2 separate regions of the Gossypium hirsutum genome follow, and region 1 is linked to region 2. A link is a contact called in public Hi-C data. All regions are on one chromosome and are shown on one strand. The core of a region is the stretch at or near the end of the contact, and the rest is flanking DNA. Distances in the headings are between cores, read along the strand shown.

Region 1 (2,734 bases), core at 32-2,531, 140 kb before region 2:
TAACATGTGACTTGTATTCATATAGCACTCCTTTCTTAGCCCCCTTTTTTTTTCCCCTTTCTTTGCTATTTATGATAATTTATATATTTCTCCCATACATTATATGTTATAATCAAGTGTTGAACTAAACAATTTTAATCAAATTAAACAATTATTCTACACATACAATGAACACATTGTTGACCTGTAGTTTATTATTATTAATAATAAAAAGTGTGCTTTTTGTTGGATGTTAATAATAATATTAAAAGGACTAATGATTGGAAAACACAGGAGGGTGCCTTACATGCCATGTGTAAATATCATATATGATAGTCAATTTGTGATGGTAGACCTACAAAAGTGGGCCTTGGTTCATATTAATTTTGGTTGGTTTTTACGAGATAAGAATGGACCAGATGGAGAGAGAACCCTTTTTTTATTAAAGATACAAAATCATCATCTAAACGATCAAATTCTAGGCCTGCGATCCATTTTAGTGGGTTTGATTTTAAGCTTCGTCCCGTTTTAAAAATAGACCCATCAAGTCGTTATACATCTAACGGTTCAGATCGGTTGTGAGTTTACCTTTTTACGGTACTTCCTTTAAATTAATTGATAAATAGTAGAGGTTTGTTATGCACAATTATATATATAATAATATGAAGGTTTTTGAGTTTCGTAATGCGTGTGAGTTTTAATCCATTTAATCTGTTATTATAATAATTTGATTCTATTTGTAGTTATTTGAATTTGTAATTATATTACTTTTGTTGTATTTAAGCTTTTAATTTTTTTTTAAAAATAATTAAATCTTTTTTTTCATTCAATTGGATATTTAAACTTTTAAAATACATTTAAAAAATCTCAAATTTTTTTAAAAAAATCAATTAAGCCCCTATTTTTTTACACTTAATCTTTCAAAATGTATCAAAAAAACACAAGCATTTAAAAAAGAACAATTAAGCCCTTAATTTTTTTTACACTTAATTAAATATTTAAAAAAAATTCTTTAATCGTTAACTTTAACAATTAACCATTAAAAAAAATTGGTCTTAATTTTTCACATTAGAGTCACCCGTGTCACAATCACCACAAAAAATTTAAAATTTGAGACCAAATAATATTTTATTTGAATAATACAAAATTGTGTATAAATAATTTAATAAGTATATAAATATAATAAAATCTAAACACTAGGCGATAACCGGAAGGTTGATAATTTGATACTCTCGAAAATCGTACGCTCAGAAAATGTCCCACGTCATTATGAGGATAACTACAAAATAATAGTAGTTCATAAATAAATGGGACCCTTTTTTTCTCTTAAAAAGTGAATAATTAAGCAAACGGCCATTCACCATACACCTCTGGGAAGCACGTATAAAAACTGGTTACCTTCACTGTTCGCTTTCATTTTTTTTTAATCTTTTCTGATCGAGAATCAGATAAAAATATCTTATTCTACAATATTTTCTGATCAAATCAGGATCCCCGCGAAAATGAACGACGGAGATGTTTCCAGGCAGATCCAGCAGATGGTGAGATTCATCCGCCAAGAAGCAGAGGAGAAGGCTAACGAGATCTCTGTTTCAGCGGAAGAGGTATTTCAATTTTCATTCGTTTTCTCTCTTTTCCCCCTTTCTGGCTTATAATTTTGTGAATTTTGGATGTTCCGATGAATTGATGGTGAATCGATTGGTGTTTTAGGAATTCAACATCGAGAAGCTCCAGTTGGTGGAGGCAGAGAAGAAGAAGATCAGGCAAGAGTACGAGAAAAAGGAGAAGCAAGTCGAAGTTCGAAAGAAAATGTAAGTTGATCTTTTTTTAAATATTCTGCTTAGTTCAACTGATTTATCATACTGGATTTCTATAGTCAAGCTGAGATTTACATTAGTAATTGAGAAGTAGTCAGATTCGGAGATGGCTCTGGTTTAATTTGTAATCTGAAACTATAATGTGATTTGGGTGAAGCTAGTAAATTGAAGAAGTTGATGCTCACAATGATAGTTAATGTGACAGCCAAGAGAATTTAGTTTTTGTTTTGATGCAAAATTGACACGTAGGATAATAGAAGGATACAAATAAGAGTAAGATTTATTCTGTTGCTGCAGTGAGTATTCGATGCAGCTTAATGCATCTAGGATTAAGGTCCTTCAAGCTCAAGATGATGTGGTTAATGAAATGAAAGAATCGGCAGCCAAGGAACTTCTGAACGTGAGCCGTGATCACCATGTGTACAGAACGCTTTTGAAAGATGTAATTGTTCAGGTCAGTGAATGGCAAGATTATAAAACCATTTTTGCAAATATTTCAAAATTGCAGCATTAGATAAAATCTTGGGAGTTCTTGAATTGAATGATTTTCATGTACAGTTGAATGCTGAAAGTATGTTGTTTATTGCAGAGTTTGGTCAGGCTGAAAGAGCCTGCTGTCTTACTGCGCTGTCGCAAAGATGATGTGCCCTTGGTGGAGTCTGTCCTGGATTCAGCAAAAGAAGAATATGCTTCCAAAGTGAATGTTCATCCTCCAGAGATATTCATTGACAATGTCCATCTTCCTTCTGCACCTTCTCATCACAATGCTCATGGCCCTTTCTGGTATGCATGATTAATTCTATGAAAATGCGAGAGTACATGTTACCGATTGTGAGGATTGATCCTTAGGGACGTGAATGTTTGTCTCGAGGAAGTAATTAAGTGTTGAGTATTATGATTCTAGTAGTTGTATGAAATATTGCTTAGTTGTGCTTTAC
Region 2 (3,167 bases), core at 232-2,731:
TTTTTCGTATATTTTTTTTAAAATTCAGGAATTTAGTTTTTCCATTAATTTAGTAATTAATGTCTGGTGGATAATATCATTAAAGAACTTTCGTTAAATTAAATTAAGTGATAATTAAAAAAAAACTCGTAACTAATATTATATACGTTGAAGGCCAAATAAACAAATAAAAAATATTAAATCTCATTGTGAGGTTTTTTTTTTTTTTTTGATTCTCGGATTGTAATATTCATCAATATTGTTTTAAAGGAGCGGGGTGAAAGTTAATATGTATTTTTCTTACACAGCTTTCATACGAAAACCACTTTAAAGCTACCATATAATTTAATTTAAAAGATGTCATTGAATTAAAAAATAAAATGACTAAATTAGGAGCTAAATTTAAAATTTAAAAATTTTCGAATGAAATTTTCCATTTGGATTTTGAATATTATTTTTAAGTCAATAATTTTATATTCCCACTATTTTAGTAATCGAATTACCATCTATTTCTTAAATAACATAAGGCTCAGAAAGAATGATATGCATATTTTTATGCTTTTTTAAAAAAAATGTTTTATCAAATAAAAATAATAATAACGAATTCATTTTGTATATTGTAATGAATATATGCAATCTCTTACATATTTTACTTTAATCATAAAATACAATTTTAATTTTAACATTTATTGACCAATATGAATTATAGTTGTAAAAAGATCCAAGGAAAAGCTAGAATTTATATATGTTTAAGATATAAGCTCATTTTATTTGCAACCTAATCAAGTAGGATCACGACAACCTTAATTGTTATTAATCGATAAAATTTAATACTTATCTATGTATATTTTTATAATTAAGGTATCTTCCATGTTATTTTACTATCTATAAATATTAAGTCTTTTGAAGATTTATGACGGCCTCTTCTCAATAATATTATCTCTAAAATTCGAATTGTGTTATTCCGTTAATTATATATTTATATTATATTAGTATTTTTAGCATAATATTATATTAATTTTTAATTTATTATAAGCAAGTTTTTCATTATTTTAACATTTTGTATATCATTATTGTATTGATTTTGTTCATAGTTAAGAACAAAATAGTAAAACATGCATTAAAATAATGTTGCTTCCGTTAATCAAATAACAAAATATTATATTTCAATTAAATGAGTCAGATAGGATAATATGACACCCGATAATGTACTAAATAATATTATTATCAAAGACAAGTTGTTGCATTTATGCTACGATTTGTAAGAATTTTTAAGGTTTGACGGTAAGATATAATCTTTTCAAAAGTTTAATACAATAATAATATCTAAACAGATAAATATACTAATGAAATATTTTTCAATTACAATTCATTAAATATTAACTCATATTTTAAAATTAAAAAAAATAATATTGACAAAAATAAATAAATTATTTCCTTTTAAGCCAAAAACAAATTTGTAAAATATAAAAAGAAAGTAAATTTTTAATTTTTAAATCCAACCATGCAATATGTGGGAAACAAGCAGTGATGATGGTTGAAAGATTTAATTGCAGAGAGAGAAGAAAAAGAGAGGCAGAGCGATAAAGAAGACAAAGGATTCAAAGATTTTGCTTCATTTCAAAGTTTATAAAAACTTTACCCCATTACCGTGTGTTTGTAAATATTTCATACATCTCTCTCTATCTCCAAACCTTATTACTGTATTACTTGTCAATGTCATATTAAACTCTCGGCCATTCTTGTTTCTTCATCCTTGAACCAGGTTTCCCACAAATTTTTTATTTTAATTTATTTGTTCCCTCTCCTTTACGGCTTTGAGTTAACTCTCCCTTTTTTTCTTCTATTCTATGGTTTGTCTTTAATGCTACATTGACTCGTGATTATGAACTCAGTGCCAGAATAGCACTATAATAAGAACTGGCAAGTGCTCATGTGGTAGATGAAGATACTAAGTTTTCTTTTTCTTTTCTTTGTTTGGGTTTTGATTTGACTTTTGGAGATGATGAATAATGCATGGAATGGGTTTTTCTTTTTCTTTTGGTTCAAACATGAAGAGAATGATATAGTTTTTACTATATTTGAAACAATGCTGATTGATTCTCTCTCTCTCTCTGGTTCTGAGTATTTATCTGTTTAGCAGATTTTTACTTTCCCCATTTTCATTTTCTGGGATCTTAAATGGCTTTGGATGTTCTACTTTTATTTTCATTATCCTCTAATTTAATTGCCAGTGAGTCTCATGGTTGCTTCACTCAGGGTCTTTTGCTGGGTTATGAGTATGAGATGATGAAGATTACATCACATTCAAGTAGATTTACCTTAGCAAAACATTCAAATTCAAATGTCTTGTCGTTTTTTTCTTGGTGATGTCATGTGCAATATTTGACTGACAACTTCACTTGATTTTTTTTTCCAGGTTCTTATGCTTAGATTTCTGAATAAACACATAAAAATGCCTCACTGTTAGCACCCAAAATGGATAGGAGATTGCCTAGGAGCCCAGTGCTTAAGAGCCCTTTGCTGTCACCTAAAAGCCCTGCAATCTATGAAAAGTACAAGTCAGGATGTGCCTGGGGGTTAATTCACTTCTTCGATTTTCGCCAAGCACATTCACATGGGAAGCTCATTTCCGATAAGAAGCGTGCTAACAGGCAGGCTAAATGTAAAGAAGCCCTTTTATCTTTTGTTGAGAATGAAGTATATTTTCATTTCCATGCAGATCATATATACATATATGTTCTTTAAAGTAGGTTAATTATTCTCATTCTTGATCATGTCACATGCATTTTTCATGTCTTACAGCTGCCAAATACACCTAAGTTCAATTATGTCATCTGCAGGTGATGGTCATGCAAAGAATAAGACTAGATTTCTTACTAATGAGGAGAAGGGTCAACACATAGATGTGAGTTTATTAAGCTGCTTTTATGATAAAATTCAATGCATTTTCTGAGTACCATTTGTTCTTTCTTTGGTACAAAATTTGCAACAATACTGAGCTACAATTTTTGTTAAGCTTATCATGGATTTCGATTTTTGCATTTCATGGTAGCTCTTTTCTTCTTTGTCTGATGCTTCACATACATCTGTTTTGAACATTTTCAGGATGCAGTTGATAACAGGAATGTTGCAGTAAATTCTAGGAAGCCAGAAGTTAAAAATGATGTAGAAGAAGAGATGTCTGT

Evidence for each region. A called contact is a pair of places that touch in the nucleus more often than the background predicts.
Region 1: a Hi-C map of leaf shows a contact between it and region 2, with 2.8 times the contacts expected there. The contact joins the promoter of LOC107931946 here to the promoter of LOC107931931 in region 2. A contact is called at or near these places in 2 of 34 Hi-C or Micro-C datasets (both in leaf).

The regions. Positions count from the first base shown.
Region 1 is chrA12:104,957,458-104,960,191 of Gossypium_hirsutum_v2.1, reverse strand. LOC107931946 (V-type proton ATPase subunit E-like) reads left to right here and starts at 1,281. Exons shown (of 8, transcript XR_005906515.1): 1 at 1,281-1,372; 2 at 1,469-1,583; 3 at 1,690-1,790; 4 at 2,094-2,250; 5 at 2,386-2,579.
Region 2 is chrA12:104,816,345-104,819,511 of Gossypium_hirsutum_v2.1, reverse strand. It overlaps LOC107931931, which reads left to right and starts at 1,481. Exons shown (of 7, transcript XM_041083564.1): 1 at 1,481-1,638; 2 at 2,399-2,644; 3 at 2,823-2,887; 4 at 3,088-3,167. The coding sequence starts at 2,458.